Regions from separate parts of the Triticum aestivum genome. Here region 1 is linked to region 2. A link is a contact called in public Hi-C data. All regions are on one chromosome and are shown on one strand. The core of a region is the stretch at or near the end of the contact, and the rest is flanking DNA. Distances in the headings are between cores, read along the strand shown. Region 1 holds the start of LOC123139218 (probable protein phosphatase 2C 27). Region 2 has its middle 44 kb from the start of LOC123134839.

Region 1 (7,371 bases), core at 2,303-4,802, 150 kb before region 2:
GATCGCCTCCTCCACGATCTCCTTGCAGCACCGCCGGAGGTCGTTGTGCTCCTGGAGCCTCCGCCGCGCAAAGTCCACCGAGTTCTGGTTGGAGAAGTAGTCCCAGATGCCGTCGCTGCCGATGATGAGGAACTCGTCGTCCTTGGTCAGCGTGATCATCTTGAGCTCCGGCTCGGCGCTCAGCGGGCCTCCCGGCTTGCCCATCTCCTTGAGGCCGTCGAGGTGCCAGTCCCCGAGCGCTCTGGTCACCGCTAGCTGGCCGTTCAGATAGCCGTCGTCGACGTAGCCGCCTAGAGATTCCACACGCTTTCTTTCGTTCAGGCAGCAGGTTCTGTGGTCCTTGGACATTTCGATTGTGGCGCCGCGCCGGGAAAGGACTGCCCGGCAATCACCAGCATTTGCGACCAGAAGAGTCCTGCAAAAGAACATGAAGAATTAGCATTGCTAATCACCAGAATTCACCCGATAACAAAGCGACTTACTGTAGAAAGTACCAACGCATACTATTATAAATAACACGATGTATGGCAGTTGGGGGTCCTAAGTGTAGCAGTTATCATAAATTTAACCTCTGCCTGGAGCATCTTCGTAATTTTTCATTATGATCAACTAATCTGTAGTAGCTTTGAGAAATGGTCAGGCTAAGTTCAAATACTTCTTGACTGACTGACACTCAGGGAACATGCGAAAGATCTCTCATGAGCAACAAAATTGAGAACAGGCCTGCTACTAGTACGGTAAACCTAGGATTCAGATTTAGCATGCCAAGGATAAAGTAATCTAGTGTCAACTCCAGTACTCTGCTGCATTACGATTTTCTGTTCACAAATGAAATGATAATAGTTAAGTAGGAGCCCGGATTGCAGGTCACGAGAATAGTACCTTCCAAAAATCATTGCTGTAAGTGCAGTTGTTCCAGAAGAAAGCCCATCCTGGAGAGAGCACTTCTCTGCAAACTGACTGTCAGTTTGCATAAACGACCTCCTGACTGCCTTCTCAAGCTCAAGAGGAAAAGCAGCATCTTCCACGATGACCCGCGGCAAGTTGTCGCGAACATACTGTGCGGCATCTTTTCCACCATGTCCATCAAATACCTGAGAATCATAAGGATATGATGATGTCAGGAAAGAGAACATTAACTATGAAGCTGAACAACCAGATTTGAGAAAGTGAGTAAGCAATTACCCCATAGAAGGAAATAACTTCATCATCCACCATGTTGTAACCAAAATTCTTGGCTAGGTTGGGGATGCACACATGCGCATCTTCCATGTAATCACGGCCACCAATGTCAGACCAATCCCCTGAGCGGATAGCTGGAACAAAATTGTGCCAACTTTCTCCCATCGCAGTCACCATCTTGGCTTGCTTGAAATCAATGGACACTGTGTTCTCACAGACTCTCTCCATCTGCACATTACCCAATTAACAGAAGGTTAGATCACAGCAGTCTGATCAAGAAACAAGGTACTGCATCAGCTTTGGAAAAAAGATAGCACTAAGGGATAGCAGGCCACATTTGGATCAATGATACAAAGGATGAACTCAGCATTTTACTAACACAATAGCCAGCTTAAATGAATATATCTTCCCAATTTTTCAACCCTGTCAACAACTCTGCAATAGCTTAAATAACGTCACCACCATCCATCACACAGAGAGTGGATGATTTGCAGGCTTGCAGCAACACTAATCCACCTAGCTGAAAGGGACGCACAAACAGAAGCCCAACTCGGTCAAGTCGGCGACAGACGGCAATCCCTTATTCGACAAAGAATGCCACGAGTAGCCATTTCGAGTGTGGGCACCCATAAACAAAAACCCCCAAAATGCACAGGAACGCATTGACAAAACCGCGAACCGCAAGCCCCAGAAGGTGCTACTGAGTACCGACTAGCCGAGGAATGTCAAGCTTCCAGGTGTACATTCTTGAGCACCACCCCACAGCCCACTACCTGCCTGCCTGCATTGCAACCCATAATTGCAAGCTAAAGGGACAAAAGCTACCCCATGATTATGTAATTCAGACCTATAAAGGCACATAGATCACTAGGAAATTGCCAAGGACGTGTCGTCCCCGGAGGCTTGACAGCACGAAAAAGGCCAGCTTTTCCTTGGCCTCAATGCAGAAAGGGGTACAGCACTATCTGAACTTTACCGGCGCTGACTCTTCTACATGTAAAGACTAAAGAACACAGATGATGATGATGGATGATTACCATTTGTTGAACCAAAAATGTTTCTCCAGCACTTATTTAAAACATATAAAGGACACCCAGCCCTCTTTGGTGTTAGTATAATTTAACCTCAATTAGTGAGAGAAATAAAGAAAGCAGAGCACTGCTAGTTGTGAACTTTGCAGACGTTGATTTTTATGAACAGTTACAGTTTGTCCTAACTTTCAGATGCAAATATCTTTCCTTGTCAGACGGAGATATCTCTGCGGCAGAAGACGAGAGGATATGGAGCAACCACGTCAACTGGAAATCCGACATGACGATTTTCATCGCAGGATCAGAAGCACCGCATGAGAACAACAATGCACATGCGGAAGCAGACATGGGGCATGACATCCGCCGAGCCAGGACAACAAAAAAGATTTCGCTTTTGCGGCACGCCGCCCCGGCTGGCTTAATCCCAGCTAGTAGTAGTAGAAACTTCTCGGCCGCCGAACAATTCAAGGCATATCCCTCTGTTCACACCTTCCACACAAGGGGAGATATAATAATAATACAGTAATATATTCTTGCTAATAATAATAATAGTAGTAGTATTCTTGCTAATAAAAGATAAGATAATGGGAGTGGTTCATTAATTCCAGCTGCAATAAGTAAACTAGTGCCAAATAATCTGTGCTACTACTATATACTTGGCTCTGGGTTTCAGGGGAAGGGAAGGGGAGAAACGGAAGCATTCAAGCAGCACGCAAAGTGTGTGCACGAAGCAACCAACCCACTAGTGTTTTTCTTCTTCTTCTCCTCGACTAATCGACCGTCCAGACCGAAGCAGCAACTAACGCGCACGAATCAAAGACGAAAGGAGAAAGAAAGACATCTATTTCGACCCCATCTTCTCGCGGCGGAAAGGAAAACCACCGGATTCAGCCAGCGAAATCCACACAGGAACAAGAACATCGAAAGAAAAACAGAGTCAAATCGAATGGGCGTGGAACAGGGGAGGGGAGGGGGTTACCCACCGCGAAATCTGCCGGCCTCTCGATCTGCGCGTCCTCGAATCCCTCCACGCACATGCCTGACGAAGACGAAGGAGGAGGAGCGATTCGACTCGAACTGCCGCCGCCGCAGGGGTGCTCTGGTACCGATGAAGAAGGATTGAAGGCGGAGGGAGGGGGCGTGGGACGGGACCGAGACCGGGACGGGCTTGGAATCGGAGCAGAAGATTCGCGGGAATATCTATCTCTCTAGCTAGCTCTCTGTTTCGATCGGGGGTAGGAAAAGGAAGGGAAGGCGGATCCTGTGTGGGATTCGCTGCTGGTTTCTCTCTCTCTCTCTCTGCTCTGTTTCCGAGCTGGTTTGCTTCGTTACGGAGACGGAGGATAGAGGGGGTATTTATTCGAGGGAGAGGCCGGGGGGAACACGTGCTGGTTAGAGCCCCCGGTGGGCCATGAGTTTTTTTTTCTTTTTCCTTCTCTTTTCGGCATCTTGTTTCTATTTATTTTTTGACGTTCTGTTATCCCGTGGAGCTCGTTTTTCACTCGGTGGGGAAAAATGTTTGGCACGCTCATGCTGTCCAAAAGAAGAAGAAAACATGCATGTTTACCGTGCCCGTTTTTTCTTTATCTAGAGAAGATGATTGGTTGGAGCGTATGGTTTTCTCGTGGAACTATCCATGGTTTTCTTGTAAAGTGAAATGGGTGCAGGGGTTAGATGGAACTTGGTTAATTCTCACCTATATGAGAATTACCATATTAGAAGAAAGATATATTTACATATGTGTGTCATACATAATACTGCAAACGTATATTAAAGATGAAAAGAGTATAAAAGCCGTCCACGCTGCACGGTCGCATTACGAACGCTGCCACCAAGCGGCCACCGGACTAAAAGTAGCTACTCGACAAACCCTCCAACAAACAACGTTGTAAAGAAGCCCCGCATATCACCGCATAGCATGCCCGCCGTGCACGAGGCATTGCCTTCCTCGGCACTTGAATGGGAACGTGGGCTTCGAGAGGAGATGCATTGTTGCAGACGGTGTCGTTTCGATGCTTCCAAATGTGCCAACTAACGTTCGGTGCGAAGAAACAAAAATCCCTGAATGGATGAGGATGAACGTGGTGGAATCGTAATCCTTTCGTGGGTGTCGTCCACGATGTGAGAGCTATCTCTCGATTCTTGTAGAAGAAAGTATACTTCTAAAACATGCATAAGCATGTGTATCGTGTATCAAAGCGAAAGAATGGTATGTAAGCCGTCCACACTACAACATCGCATTAGCAAACGCTGCCACCAACCGTCCACCAGACTAAAAGAAGCTACTCGCGACAACCCTCCAAACAAACAACTCCTCAAAAGAAGCCTCGCAGATCAACGTGTACGTAACATGACAGCTGTGCGCCGAGCATTGCCCTCCTCGAGCACTCGGCTAGGGGCACAAGCTTCAGTGGGAGATGTTATGGCAGACGGTGTCGTTTCGATGCTTCCAAATCTCCCGAATAACGTTCGGTGTGAAGAAACAAAAATCCCTGAATGGATGAGGATGAGCGTGGAGTCGTAATCCTTTCGTGGGTGTCGTCCAGGATGTGAGAACTATCTCTAGGTTCTTGTAGAAGAAAGTATATACTTTTAAAATATGTACAAGCATGTGTATCGTGTATCAAAGCGAAACAATGGTATGTAAGCCATCCACACTACAGTGTCACATCACAAAACGCTACCACAAAGCGTCCACCGGACTAAAAGTAGCTACTCGACAAACCCACCACACAAACAACGTTCTAAAGAAGCCCCGCAGATCACCGCACAACATGCCCGCCGTCCATGAGGCATTGCCTTTCTCAGCACTCGACTGGGACGTGGGCTTCAAGGGGAGAAGCACTGTTGCAGACGGTGTCGTTTCGATGCTTCCAAATCTCTCAAACAACTTTCCTTGCAGAGAAACAAAAATCCCTGAATGGATGAGGATGAGTGTGGAGTCGTAATCCTTTCGCGAGTGCCATCCAGGATGTGAGAGCTTTCTCTATATTCTTGTAGAAGAAAGTATAGTTCTAAAGTATGTATAAGCATGTGTATCGTGTATCAAAGCGAAAGAATGGTATGTAAGCCGTTCACACAACAACATCGCATTAGCAAACGCTGCCACTAACCGTCCACGGGACTAAAAGCAGCTACTCGACAACCCTCCAAACAAACAACTCCTCAAAAGAAGCCCTGCAGATCAACGTGTATGTAACATGACAGCTGTGCGCCGAGCATTGCCCTCCTCGAGCACTTGGCTAGGGGCACAAGCTTCAGTGGGAGATGCGTTGTGGCAGACGGTGTCGTTTTGATGCTTCCAAATCTCCCGAATAACGTTCGCTGCAAAGAAACAAAAATCCCTGAATGGATGAGGATGAGCGTGGAGTCATAATCCTTTCGTGGGTGCCGTCCAGGATGTGAAGAACTATCTCTAGGTTCTTGTATAAGAAAGTATATACTTATAAAATATGTACACACATGTGTATCGTGTATCAAAGGAAAACAATGGTATGTAAGCCGTCCACACTACAGCGTCACATCCCAAAACGCTACCACCAATTGTCCACCGGACTAAAAGTAGCTACTTGACAAACCCACCACACAAACAACGTTCTAAAGAAGCCCCGCAGATCACCGCACAACATGCCCACCATCCACGAGGCATTGCCTTTCTCAGCACACGACTGGGGACGTGGGCTTCAAGGGGATAAGCATTCTTGCAGACAGTGTCATTGTTGGAAATATGCCCTAGAGGCAATAATAAAAGGATTATCATTATATTTCCTTATTCATGATAATTGTCTTTTATTCATGCTATAATTGTATTATCCGGAAATCGTAATACACGTGTGAATACATAGACCACAATACGTCCCTAGAAAGCCTCTAGTTGACTAGCTCGTTGGTCAACGGATAGTCATGGTTTCCTGACTATGGACATTAGATGTCGTTGACAACGAGATCACATCATTAGGAGAATGATGTGATGGACAAGACCCAATCCTAAGCATAGCACAAGATCGTGTAGTTCGTTTTGCTAGAGCTTTTCCAATGTCAAGTATCTTTTCCTTAGACCATCCCGGATACCGTAGGAGTGCTTTGGGTGTACCAAACGTCACAATGTAACTGGGTGACTATAAAGGTGCACTACAGGTATCTCCGAAAGTGTCTGTTGGGTTGACACGGATCGAGACTGGGATTTGTCACTCCGTATGACGGAGAGGTATCTCTGGGCCCACTCGGTAATGCATCATCATAATGAGCTCAAAGTGACCAAGTGTTTGGTCACGGGATCACGCATTACGGTACGAGTAAAAGTGACTTGCCGGTAACGAGACTGAACGAGGTATTGGCATACCGACGATCGAGTCTCGGGCAAGTAACGTACCGTTTGACAAAGGGAATTGTATGCGGGGTTGATTGAATCCTCGACATCGTGGTTCATCCGATGAGATCATCGAGGAGCATATGGGAGCCAACATGGGTATCCAGATCCCGCTGTTGGTTATTGACCGGAGAGCCGTCTCGGTCATGTCTGCATGTCTCCCGAACCCGTAGGGTCTACACACTTAAGGTTCAGTGACGCTAGGGTTATTAGAAAAACTTGTATGTGATTACCGAATGTTGTTCGGAGTCCCGGATGAGATCCCGGACGTCACGAGGAGTTCCGGAATGGTCCAGAGGTAACGATTTATATATGGGAAGTTTTCATACGGTCACCGGAAAGTTTCGGGGGCATATCGGTATTGTACCGGGGCTACCGGGAGGGGCCACCCCTCTCGGAGGGCCTCATGGGCCATAGGGGGCAGGGAACCAAACCCTGGAGGGCTGGGCGCCCCCCCCCCTTGGGCCCATGCGCCTAGAGTTGGGGGGGAAACCCTAGTGGGGGCGCCCCCCTTGCTTGGGGGCAAGGCCCCTCCCTTGGCCGCTGCCCCCCCCTCTAGATCTCATCTAGAGGGGGCCGGCCCCCTTCCCCTTCCCTTATAAATAGAGGGGTGAGGGGAGGGCTGCACATATAACATCCAAGGCGCAGCCCCTCCCCTCCCCAACACCTCTCCTCCTCCGTTAAGTGCTTGGCGAAGCCCTGTCGGAGTACTGCCTCTCCACCATCACCATGCCGTCGTGCTTCTGCTGGAGCCTTCTTCCTCAACCTCTCCTCCCCCCTTGCTGGATC
Region 2 (6,638 bases), core at 2,136-4,635:
ACAAATTTGTTCAATCACAAACATTGCATATTTGCCGACAATTTTCCTGCATAGTTTCCAAAACTAGCCTGGACAAAAAAGTTGAAGCTAGCCTGGACAAAAAGGACAGCTCTTCCAACTTCGAAGGGAAAGAAGCTTGGAGATAACTTTAAGATGCATCTGCACGTAGGCGTGCAAGGGTGCCGTCAAAAATGACGGCACAGGAAAGAAGACGGTGGTACCGGTATGTGGTCGACTCGACTTGAGAAAAAAAAGTCGTGTGACAATTGTAAGATTTGCTTTTCAGAGGAACGTAAGGGTTCTATTTGAGGCGCGCATGCATGGCGAACGTTCCGGAGCAGCATGGCAAGCGGCCGGGGTGGACGTGGCAGTTTTTACTGCATTTAGGGGAGGGGATGGGGCATGCGCGGCAGTTTTTATAAACTGTCATGAAAGTTTCTTTCTTCCTAGGTATTTTTTGTAGTTCTTTTTTGTGTGTGCAAAAACTACCATCCAACGAATGAAGTTTCATCCAATTCAGGTGTGGTTCGTTGGAATTTCATCCTCAGAGAAAACGTCCCTCAGGTAGCATTTTCAATGGATGAAATTTTCAACCAACCGAGCTAGCCAGGGTCGACTTGCAGGCTTGATTGCCGATTAAGGCAGGCAGCTATAGCCAGCCTGGGTCAACCATACCATATAGCTTGGCGTCATCATTGACGGACGGAAGAAGAAGAGCACGAGGGAAAAGGATCGGATGGGATGTGCGCGACGCAACCACCGAGACCGAACCACCGCCGGTCGATGGGAAGAAAAAGGAAAGGCGGTGCGCCACTCCACCCCTCCACCACCCTAAACCTGCTCAACCCCAACGAAGATGCACGCAAGGAAGGAAAGCATATCGCTCCCGCTCGTCAGCTTCGGCGTCAGCAGGAGCTGCGCGCACACGTAGCGCAGACAAAGGCAGCCGCGATTAATTTAAACGATAGCACTGGCATTTGACTATTCCGGCCATGGTTGACGGCGACGAGCAGAGCGGATTCGGCCGTCCCCGTCGTCCAGGCATCGATCGTCGTCTGGCGGACGCAGCGCGTGTCGCGGGACGGTGACGCGCGGGAGGAGGCGGACACGCGCGCGTACGAGCCAAGGAGGCGCCGGTCGAGCGGAGCGACACGTCGCCGGCGGAGTCGGTCCGCGTGTATTTTCACTCCCGGCTCGGTTCGGCTCGACACGACGCCGGCGAAGCGAGCGGGGTTATGCGACACGTTTGCTTGTTTATTAAGCTGCCAGTAATCCTTTTGGCGTCGTCTTGGCGAGGACACGCTTGCTTGTTTCAGCTGCCTGTAATTCGTTCTGGCGGCGACACGTTTGCTTCCTGCTCACTCCTGACGTCCAGTCCAGTGCGGCTGTGCGGAAGTGCACGACAGCTCAATCGCCAGCCCTTGTCCATCGCGCTCGAGAGGACGCGCGCGGTTTCTCGAGGCACCACGCGCATGCTTCGCTGCTCGACACACCAGCTTACCATTCAGAACAAAGAAATCCAAAAGAGCAAACCTTCTAAAGATATCCAAAAAAACAAAGGAACGAGGGGATTAAATTGAGTAAAACATTCTAAAGTGTGCAAGTAGAGAATACATTCAACATACCACGCCTCATAACAATCTAATAAAACAGCACTGTTTATTTGTGAGTTGGTATATTTTCTAAAAGTATTTAGTCATACAAATCCTATATAATAGAGTACCTAACAGAGTCATCTCGCTAACTTATTTATCTCGACATGTAATCATATAACACTTCACCGTAAAATTACGAAGGGAATGAGGCTCGCCTGAACATGTAATCATACAACACTTCACCGTATAATTATGAATGTAATAAGACTCGTGTGAACATGCGCCGATTATGAGAAGTTTTGTGTCCATGATAGCTGGGAAGCCCTTGTGCACGTGCCCCTAAGACCAACGCCATGAAGCCATAGTGGTCGCCATTGAATTCTTGCATAGTCCTGAAGCACCTGACATTAAATCTCCTCGTAACTGGTACTAACAAGTAGTTTTTTTTTTGAGAGAGAGTACTAACAAGTAGTTGACGTGTATAAGTGATAACAGTTCTCTCAACCACCTTCATCCAAAATAGTTTAAAACCGCCTAAAGTAGTATCAAAGGATAATGTAAAACAGTTTAAACAGTTCATTTTAAAACGGAAACAATTTTAGAGTCCACGGTTGAAGAATGAACTTCTGCGGTAGTCAAAATTGATGGGTGTATTTTCCCCTCAATTTTGAAGCGTGTAGGTAAGCGGCCACCTCGTTGAAAAAATACGCCCAATTGAGCTTATATCTTGATTGAATACCAATGCAGTTTTCTTACTGGTTGCGTGTGATCCAAGTACTCCCGTGGACGAAGTCTCATTTGCACCTTCTTGTGAGGTACCAGTGAACTCTTCCAGCATAGAGGCGCACACAACCTTGCGGCCGAAGGAACATACATATATAGTACTCCCTTCGTCCGAAAATACTTGTCGAAAAAATAGATGTATCTAAATGTATTTTACTTCTAGATATATTCATTTTTATTCATTTTCATGACAAGTAATTTTGAACTGAGGGAGTACATTGCACGTACCTGCGGGATGGACGCCCCTAAAGATCAGCTCAAGACCTTTTCAAGTCAATGCGCCTTTTGGCGCCCTTTCGGTCATGGGCGTTCCACTGCACCCACACTGTACATTAGGTCGTCTCCATCCATATCTATCTCCAGTTCAAACATTTTTTATTCCCCCATCACCTGGCCATTCCTTGCAGCGAAAGCATCCATCCCCCGCGTGCACAATTTCTCGAGTTCGCAAGGACGTGCCGGAGACCAGTTCAGAATCATACCATATCATCAGCTGAATAATAACCACTGTCAAGAGTAGAACCGTTGGCCGGTCCGCGTCACATCACACTGATCACTGTCACGGAGATGATGACTTGGAGACTAGCCCGGGCAAAAAGGACGGCCACCATCCAACTCGGAAGGAAAAGAAACTTCAAAGTTGCAGCCGCACGTACGTCTGGGTTTTATAATCGTAGCCCATCAGCAGCAGATTCCCAGCTTACCGCCGGTTCACACTTCACGCCTCACCTTGCACCCGCGATCACCACAGAAATCCCGGCCATCTTGACGCCCTTTCTCGGCCCGTTTCATGGCTGGAACGACCGGGAAAAATCGGGCTGATATTTAGGGCGCAACGCAACGCCAACGCAGGGTATATGCGGTGGGCGCGCGATCCGCCCGCACTACGTAGCGCCTACGCAGCCGCCGACGGGGATTTTCCGGTGGAGGTGCCGTGCGGGCCCCGGCGACGGGGCCGCCTTCCTTCCTTCTCCAGCCGCGCGAAAAGTTGGCGACGGCGACGGGCCGGATGGGACGGGGGACGGCATGAAGTCGATCGGCGCCGGCCAGAAAGACACATCATCGGAGATAATGTACTAGATAGAGATCATTTCTTCAGAGGAAAATATCAGCTCGTTGGAACATACGTACACTGTAATTTCCGTCGATCCTTGCTGCATCCCTAGCCTAGCTTAGCTTCATCCAGAAGAATAATGGTGCGTCGTGGATTCTGATTCAACGTCCACCGGGTAACAGTAAATGAGATCGTGGTGTATGATCGAGCGAGCCTAGGGTAATGCTATTCTACTGCTTTGACGCCTTTGCTGGTCTTTTCCGTGGAAAGGGGTTTGTGCTCTTTGACTGACCTTTTTCTCTGTGCTTTGTCCTGTGTGGATGGATACAAGGAGAACTTGGAATCAGTGCTTCTTTGGTGGGGTTGGTGGTAGAAGAAGATACTCTGAAACTTGATAGGGAAATGGATCACGCTTGTGTTCGTTGATCTGACCCTGGCGGTGTTTCTTGGCTCTGCATATCTTCGGGTGAAATATAGGTGCAGTACTGATAGCTCCTGTGCTGCTGCTACCTTGTCATTTTTTTCCTTTTTAATGCAGGAGGACAGTTGTACTGCTGCAATATTGCTACTGCTCTGTTTTTATTTTTGAGACACAGCTGCTGCTTTTTTTTTTTTGAGAAATGCAGCTGCTGCTTTTTTTTTTGAGACACAGCTGCTGCTTCTAGGAAATAGAGATGCAGAGTAAAGAGACAGCAGCAGTACCACACTCCTGCGAGGAGGGATGTAGGTCTCTATTGATCACGGCCCGGCCCAAGGCTCTGCTCTGAAGCCCACATAGAGGCATCTTCTCTTCTTCGCCACTTCCCCACCAAGGCGCCGCGAGAATCCCTCAGAAAAAAAAAGGGCAGCAATAGGCGCCGGCGCGCCGGCCGAAAGTTTCGGCCGGTCCCCTGGCAGCCGCGCGATACGAGTTACGTGGGCCATGGGATTCTGGCATGATCCTCGTAACACAAGTGCTTCGCAGAAAAAAAAAACTGCCCACGACCTCGTCAAACCACTGCATATCCGGGCTCGTGCTCTTCGCCGCTGCCTATTTCCAGCATGTAGTGCGCACTCATCGGCGCCGCACTCTTAGGCTCCATCCCACCCCCGAATCTAGTTCTAGCGCTTCGTGGCCCTCGCCGAGCTAGCACTATGTCGTCGGCGACCTCGTTGCTCCACGCCGCCCCGGTCGCAGCACCCTCCGTCAAGCTCGCGGCACACGCTGCTGCGGTCGCCCGACGCACTCCATGGCTCGTCACCGTCCTGCTTCATTAAACGCATGCAGCAAAAAAAGCTCATTAGTCCCAGCGAAAAATTGTTAGGTTAGCGCTGAGACATGAATGGTTGAAGCTTTCTTCATGGCCGGTTATAGCTTTTGTCACCGACAGTTGCAGCTTTTCATCGCCGTTCATAAGTTATACCTTTTGTAGTCTGTGGTTGAAACTTTTCTCATTGCCGCTTGAAGCTTTTCTCATCACCGCTTCCAGCAAAAATATATTGTAGCATCTTCTTCTCGCCCACCCCGGTCACCGGTTGTAGCAATTCCGATCACTGGTCGTGCTTTCCCTCTGGTTGTAGTTGCAGCTTTCACATGGCCAGTGGACGCTTCTGCCATCACCGGTTGCAGCACCCCATGATGCCGCTTCCAGCAAATGTGCAGCTCGTGGTCACCGTCGATGTAGCTCGTGGTCACCGTGACAATGGTTGAAGCTTTTTTGTTTGCTGGTTGTAACTTTTCCCGTAGCCAGTTCCAGCTTTTTTCATGGCAGCAGCTTCCGTCGTTCTTCGATGCAACAAAAAAACTCGCCGGTCCCAGCAAAAACTCTTGCCGGTTGTAGCCCTGTGTTATGCCGGTTGAAGCACATCGATTCGCCGCACCGTCCAGGCTCCAGTCATCTACGGGTGCCCCCTGTTTTGCAGCGGCCGGTGGTCATCGTTCCCAGCTCCGGCGGGTGCTGGTTGCAGCATCCGCCGTCGTGCTCCCCCTGTGGTAGGATCTCCTGCTGAAGGCCATGGCGTCCGTAGCAAGGAGCAGCGCGAGGTGTGTGAGATGGGCACTGGGAAGAGATATTTGGGGAGGGAAAGACGAGACAGAGGTGGGAGGAGATAAGGCGAATTTGTCTTTGGGTGGGCCTCCCTCGGGCCCGCCTGGGCGCAACCAATTAGGGGCGCGTGAGCGGGAGCGACCGGCCGAGCGTTCCGCCGGCGCTCCGTTCCCAAACGATTCCCAAAAAAAAAAGCGCCGCCAGACGAGGATTTCTGCTCCGAGGTCGCGGCAGAGGTTTCCTGCCGCCGGCCGCCACCCAGTTCCGGACCGCCCCACGATCGACGCCGTCTCCGCTCGGTCCTTCCCTCCCGACGCCGGCATTCCTTATCCCCCTGCGGTACGGATTCGGGTCGATGCCTTTCCCCTTTTGAGCAGAACCTAGGTGAACTCGATTGCTGCACTGCGCTTAGTTAGTGGTGTTGATTCCGCCGTCTAGTGTCCAGGTGAGCTTCATTCTTGCGCTGTGCTCTGTTGATTCCATGACCGTGTTGTGTCTAGGTCTGATTTAATTGCTGCAGATTTATGTATGAACCTGCTCTGGAACTTTGGATGTGTGCGGAATGCAGGAGTGGATAAGTTTGTTTTTGTTAGTATCAGATGTTCCAGAGCGTCTAAAATTTATAACATGCTCATGTGATTGGTTAGATACATCAACAAATACGGTGCTGTTAGCTACAAATAAAATAATCAAGGAACTATTTTTGTTCCACGATTCAGAATTTTTTTCAGATACAAATAGGTGCTATCATCGTCGACTGTGGAACAAATTGAGTCCGAATGGGGAGCTGCCCTGTATAATTTTATTAAGTTACTGTGAGACACTAGCGCTCGTCACAGGACTCGAGCCCTACTCGGTAGGGACATACACCACAATGCTCCTACCACTGGGCTATGACTCAGTTCTCAATTAGGGTTCAGTCTGAAGTTTACCGCACGAATATTTCAGAAGATACATAACCGTTCAAAGCCTCATCAATGTTCCCTTTACATGAGTTTTAACAGCTATTATCTGATTATATTGATTTGTTCCATTCTGATAATAATATTTAAATTTCAGCTCTTTGCCGAGCATTGAGATTCCCAAGTCATGCCACGGAGATTCTCGATGGAGGGTCTCCCAGAGGCACTGCTTTTAGAGGTCGTCAAGAGGGTTACCAAGACAAGTGATCGTAATTCT

What was found. Hi-C and Micro-C count contacts between places; a contact is called where the count stands out from the background.
Region 1: a Hi-C map of leaf shows a contact between it and region 2, with 3 times the contacts expected there. The contact joins the promoter of LOC123139218 here to the enhancer-like site in region 2. A contact is called at or near these places in 2 of 5 Hi-C or Micro-C datasets (both in leaf).

Annotation. Positions count from the first base shown.
Region 1 is chr6B:683,005,081-683,012,451 of IWGSC CS RefSeq v2.1, reverse strand. It overlaps LOC123139218 (probable protein phosphatase 2C 27), which reads right to left and starts at 3,552. Exons shown (of 4, transcript XM_044559018.1): 1 at 3,197-3,552; 2 at 1,186-1,410; 3 at 883-1,094; 4 at 1-415. The coding sequence starts at 3,250.
Region 2 is chr6B:682,855,813-682,862,450 of IWGSC CS RefSeq v2.1, reverse strand. It overlaps the pseudogene LOC123139614. Among protein-coding and RNA genes, the nearest start is that of LOC123134839, 44 kb to the right of the region's middle. Within about 2 kb of position 3,385, at least 2 of the 8 cell types and tissues checked have an H3K27ac peak or open chromatin away from gene starts, as enhancers often do. A contact at or near this core is called in leaf, where this site is marked.